2 separate regions of the Ovis aries genome follow, and region 1 is linked to region 2. The links are chromatin contacts, called in public Hi-C maps. All regions are on one chromosome and are shown on one strand. The core of a region is the stretch at or near the end of the contact, and the rest is flanking DNA. Distances in the headings are between cores, read along the strand shown. Region 1 holds the start of EPHB1 (EPH receptor B1). Region 2 overlaps EPHB1 (EPH receptor B1).

What was found. Hi-C and Micro-C count contacts between places; a contact is called where the count stands out from the background.
Region 1: a Hi-C map of hypothalamus shows a contact between it and region 2, with 6 times the contacts expected there. The contact joins the promoter of EPHB1 here to the enhancer-like site in region 2. A contact is called at or near these places in 2 of 16 Hi-C or Micro-C datasets (hypothalamus and tail adipose tissue).

What each region holds. Positions count from the first base shown.
Region 1 is chr1:255,193,980-255,196,679 of ARS-UI_Ramb_v3.0, forward strand. It overlaps EPHB1 (EPH receptor B1), which reads right to left and starts at 1,415. Exons shown (of 16, transcript XM_027960197.2): 1 at 984-1,415. The coding sequence starts at 1,041. LOC105604319 (a long non-coding RNA gene) reads left to right here and starts at 1,094. Exons shown (of 4, transcript XR_006057184.2): 1 at 1,094-2,700.
Region 2 is chr1:254,761,972-254,764,671 of ARS-UI_Ramb_v3.0, forward strand. The region is part of intron 12 of EPHB1 (EPH receptor B1); the gene reads right to left. Among named protein-coding and RNA genes, the nearest start is that of EPHB1, 430 kb to the right of the region's middle. Within about 2 kb of position 1,295, at least 5 of the 54 cell types and tissues checked have an H3K27ac peak or open chromatin away from gene starts, as enhancers often do. A contact at or near this core is called in hypothalamus, where this site is marked.

The DNA of each region.
Region 1 (2,700 bases), core at 165-2,664, 430 kb after region 2:
GCACTAAACTCCGCTCCAGGCCGGGCTGTGTTTCCGGAGGTGGGTGCGACTGCCGCTCAGCTGCGAGGAATGGGGCGGGAGAAGAGGGCGGGTGGCGGGAGGCGGGAGCGGGGCAGGGATTTCCCACAGGGATTCGCGGGCGCCGCCGAGCGCGGAGCTCCCTGCTGCGCCAGGCGCGGTGCCCGCCGAGCGCGCCTTCCCCGCCGCGGCGGCGGCGGAGGCACAGTCAAGGCTGAAGTAGCCGGGAGAGCAATGCTGCGAATAGGTTACCTTTCCCAGCCAAGGGGGAGACTGGGCGACTTTCGGCAGGACCAATCACCCACCCTACCCCACCCTCGTTTTCAGGTGCAAGAGGCCACAAAGGTGTCCACTTCTCCCCGACTGACTCGGAAAGAATGCAGCCCGTAGGCTCCCGGACCACCAAGCTGTCCCCGAGAGTCGGGCCATCTAACTCAGCCCCTATCATTCGGCAGCGACTTGCAGGGTACCAGGGCAGAGCATCTCCGGTCCCCGCGCGCAGCGCCAGCCTGCCGAGCCGAGTCCCGGAGCCTGCGGACCCGGAGCGGGGGAAAAGGAGAGGTGGCGCGCGGCAGCCTAAGGGCATCGGTGCCCGGGATAGGAAGGGAGCGGACAGACGCCCGCACTCCAGCGGCGGGACGGCCAGAGGCGCCCCTTCTTCCCCAACGCCCAGTTGCGCCGGAGCTCAGGAGCCTGCACCGCAATGCAGCGGGCTCCGTGCTCCCCGAGGCTGCGGGCGACCAGGGCTGCTAGGGAGCGCGGGAGCCAGGGGGCTCCGCGAACCAGCTGCGGGTGCCGAGAGCCAGCCGGGGGCGCGCGGGTGGGTGCCGCCCCAGCCCCGCGCTCGGTCGTGGCCGACGCTCTCCCACAACCCGGCCCTCGGGTCTCGGGATGAGGGCGACGCGTAGCAGCCAGAGAAGCCCCGGGGATACAGCCGTCAACTTGCTCCGCGGAGGCTACGTTACCTTCCATTGCGGCCACTGCGGATGCCAGGAGGAGCAGCAGCAGGAAATCCAGGGCCATCGCCGGCCGGCGGCCCCCAGGCCGAGCCCGAGCCGAGGCGGCCGCGCGGGGAGGGCGCCGCGTCCCGGGGCGCCGCTGCGCTCCCCGCCGGTGGCTTCTCCGTATCCTTTCGCGCTCGGGCCGGGACCGGACTTCCCGGAGCGCGGCGTGGGCGTGGGCGGGAGTGTGCGCGCGTGGGGCGGTGCGGGCGCGCGTGGTTGTGGGTGTGCATGTGTGTGTGTGTGTTTATGGGAGAGGTGGGTGTGTGCGTGCCTGTGTGTAAGAGAGAGAGGGCGAGGGAGTGCGAGCCGGGTAGAGCGCGCGAGTGCGTGTGCGTCCTGGTGTCACATTGCGAGCTACAGCCGAGCCTACGAGAGGACGGAGCCGGCCAGACTGAAGGGGGAGGGAGCGGGATCCCCCACCACCAGCTCTCTCCCCACCCCTAACACCTCCTGTCCAATCAAGGAATCAAACCTGCAAAATTCCCCCATCCAATCAGGCACGAGCACCTCCTTACACTGGCATTGTTAGTTTAAGAAAAACTTTTGCTTGCAAGGCTGTGCGGGAGGGCTCGGAAGGCGCTAGGAGGGGTCGGGGCTCCCCCTGGTGGTGCTCTCGGAGAACCGCACAGGCCGGCCCTAGCTCTCCACGCCCTGATTTAGGGGGCCAAGGGAAGGAACGGACCCAGGCCCTTCCCTTTACAGCCCACCAGGTTTAGGTGAGCTTTAAATAATCAAATTTTTCTTCTTTCATCTTCTCAGCAAGACTACGCTGACTACCCTGTTTAATGCAAGCCCAATGGTACACCTTATTCCTCCTGTCCATAGCACTTCACCTAACATGTGGTTTTATAGCTATCCTGTTTATTGTGGGTCTCTCCTTACTAGAATGGGGTCTTCATTCCTGGGATTCGTGTGTGCTTTGTTCACTGCAGAATAGCCAGTGCCTAGAACAGTGCCTGGCCCGTCGAAGGTCATGGCGTGCATCTGCTGACTGAATGAATGAGGTTCAGAGAATCTGGGGGCATCAGCCCAGTGTGCAGAGCAAGGGATATGCTTCCTATCCAGCTCCCTGCTGCTCTCCTCCCCAAGAAGCCCCCGACTTCTCACTTCCCCATGTGTTCTGTGAACGTCCGCTGAGGGCCCCAATCCCAGAAAACAGGTCAGGTGGGAATGACCAGCGGTCACATAACCCCCTAGAGGGGCGTAATGCAATAGGGACAGTGGAGAGCTCTGCAAGGAAGTGGGCAGGGGAAGGCCCCCGTACTGTGGGGGAAGGACTACAAGGACTGCAGAGGGGGACCGGGCATTGGAGGCAGGAGTGATTCTCCCTAGCCCAGCTTCCCCAGCTCTGCTTTCTTTAGCCAGACGGCTTAAGATCAAGGACCTGCCCCGAGGCTGTAACGCTATGCGGGAGAAGCGTCCTCACTGTACCGCCCCCCCGCCCCCGCCCCCGTCTCCAAACCTGCTGATGGTCTCCTCCTTTAGGATCAGCGACGACCCGTTAGGCCACCCCTCCCCACGACAGTCACCTCTTTCCCACCAAGCCTTTCCCAGATTTGTCAATGACTTGACAGTGGGCAAATGTGATGGCCTCGTCCATGCTCCCTGCTCTCCTCTTAACAGCGTTGCCAAACCAAGCTCCCACCCTGAAATGTTCAGTCTCTCCTCTGCTTGGGAC
Region 2 (2,700 bases), core at 45-2,544:
GGGGCAGAGAACAATACCACTTCTGCCCTGAGGAGGGCGCTTTGCGCGGAGTCCAGCAGGGTAATCAGCAGGGATGGTGGGGCTTGGTCTCTCCTCGTGCAACCCCCAAGCCTGGGCCTCGCTCTCAGTGCTCCTGAAAAGTCTGCCCCTAGAGAGCATTTGGATTAACTGGTCTAATCTGCTTCAGATTCTCCACACTGTGCCTACCCAGAGGCGAACTGCTGGTCACCCAGGGAGGGACCCAGTACCCCTCAAGGACCTGCTGAGCAAGGATGTGTCTGCCCAGCTGTGAAACAAAAACACCCCCCACCCCTCACCCCAAGAGGGTCGGGTGGGAGAGTGAGCTTCTTCGCCCTCCATCCAGGGATGAGCAGGGCTTAGGAGGAGGCTAGCCAGTCACCCCGATATCTACCCTTCCCTTCCTGGGCTGATCCAGTGCGCAGGGTAGGAACTGAGCTTTTTCCTGGAGCCGCCATCATCACAGCTTCACTGCTGCCGGTCAGCCTCAGCCCCACCCTTAGAAACCACAGTTCTCTCCTTTTCTAGGCAACCTGCTTGCCTTGCCCTGGACCAGGTCTCGGTGGCTCCTGTCTCTGCCAACAGGCTGTGATGGTGCCCCACTTTGCCCCAAGGGTCGCCCCTGTGACCTTCAGGTAACCACGCTTCTCCCCTTCTAGTCCTGCCTCTGTCTGCGAGCTTCCTGCTGCTCTGAGGCGCGGCTGCACCTCGCGTGGCAACCTGGCGAGGCCTCAGACAGTGAGCGGTGAGGGCAGGGGCCGCAGGGCGGGTGGCTGCCCCGTCTACGCGGCCATCCTGGGGACCTCTGTCCCGCTCTGGCAAGCCTGTGGGGTTTATTCCTCGACCTCACTGAGCTGACTAAGGCCTTCCATGTTTTCCTTCCTCTCTGTAAGCATCGACAGACGGGGGCAACTCATTTTCACAGGTATACTAGGTCTTTTCCTTATTCACAGGGTAATATGCTGCCTCACCAATGTCCGCTAGCCACGCTTCTCGCCTCTCTTCCTGTTCCCACCCTCCAGCAGCTATTTTAAAATAATCAGTCACATTAAATAGCTGAAGTTCCCCTGGCCTTCTGAACTGCCCTCCCTTCTTGGCACGGCTTCTCCCTCAAACAATCCCAGCAGTTATAACCAAGTCACTTAACCACTCTGTCTTACCGTCTCCACCTGCCAATAGGGATAATAATGCTTAATTATCTCAGAGGGGCGCAGGAGGCGCTGCTGGCTGCTGCTGGCAGCGTGTGAGATGTGTGAGTGAGGCTGCTCTGCCTGCCTCCTGGCGGGAGCCTTGTTCTCCAGGCCGCCTGTCCTCTCTGGCAGCAGCGAAGGAGGGCAGGGCCAGCCCCAAAGACCATTCCGGGAGGCGGGCTCCTCCAGAGCCCCTCCTTAATCAGTTACAGGAACCAAGGGAGGCAAGGATGGTGGCCAGGGGCCCACACTTGACAGAAGGTGGAGGGGGCACTTGAAAGCGGCTTCAGTTCCTAATCCCAGGCTGCCTTTTCCTCATAGCAGATAATGAGAAAGAATGGGGACAAATGTCCCTGAATATGGAGGCCAGGAACATCTTGTCTATCCAAAAAGGGAAAAAAAGAATTGATTTCTGTTTCACTTTTACAGAGCACGGAGCCACTAGCTTCATCATCACCTCTAGACTGTCCGAGTCCCAGTGAGTTCAGGCCTACAAAAGACCATGTGAGTCTACCGCATTTTTGATGTTTGGGGAGCCTTTGTTGCGATATAAGAATACTAAAGTGTACCTCAAAGTAAAACGATGAAAAAAAAATATGTGTTGCTTTCTTTTTCAAATAAAGCATTAACAAGCACAGTGTACTGAGTAGGCATAAACTAAGAAGATTGGTGGTGGTCCCCACATGAGGAGGGGGATGGGGAGGTGGGAGGAATCCCACAAACTGTGGCAGGAGTATATACAACGGCAAAAAAGTTTTAGGAAGTGAACTTTTTTCCTACCCAAACTTGAAATATGCAGTTCTTAACATCACCATGAGGGGCAGCTGAACATCATGTGCTCAAATGTGGTACCCTGAGAAGGACATACCATCATTTATGTAATGCATAAAGCATAGCCTAGTTCTAAGCATGAGGAGAGATCAGACAAACCCCAAAAGAGGAAGCTTCTATTCAAAGTAGGGGCAGTATTCTTTAACAATGACAATACCATAAAAAACAAAGAAAGGCTGTAAAAGTGTTCCAGATTAAAAGAGACTTTATCAAATGACAACGAAATGCAATATCTGATCCTGAACTAGATCTTGCACTAGAAGGAAAAAGTGCTAAAAAGGACATTGAGGGTCAGTTAACAGTATTAGAATACAGACAGTAGATTTAATAAAAGTATTTTATCCATGTTAAATTACTGAAGTTGACAACTGTACTATTACAGTTATTAACCGAATATCCCTATTCTTAGGAAATTCAGAAATATATACTGAAGTATGTGGGATACTTCATGGGAATAAAAGCCATGATATCTGCAGCAGGCCTTCCAAGAGTTTAGAAAAAAACTTGTTTGGTGGGGAGCAGACAAATAATAAAGAAGTGGGGTGAAATGATAAGAACAAGTGAAAAATCTGGGCAGAGGTTATATGGATATTATTTGTATTATCTTTGGAACTTTCCTTTAAGCTTGACATTGCTTTAAAAATTAAAAATGTGCAAATTC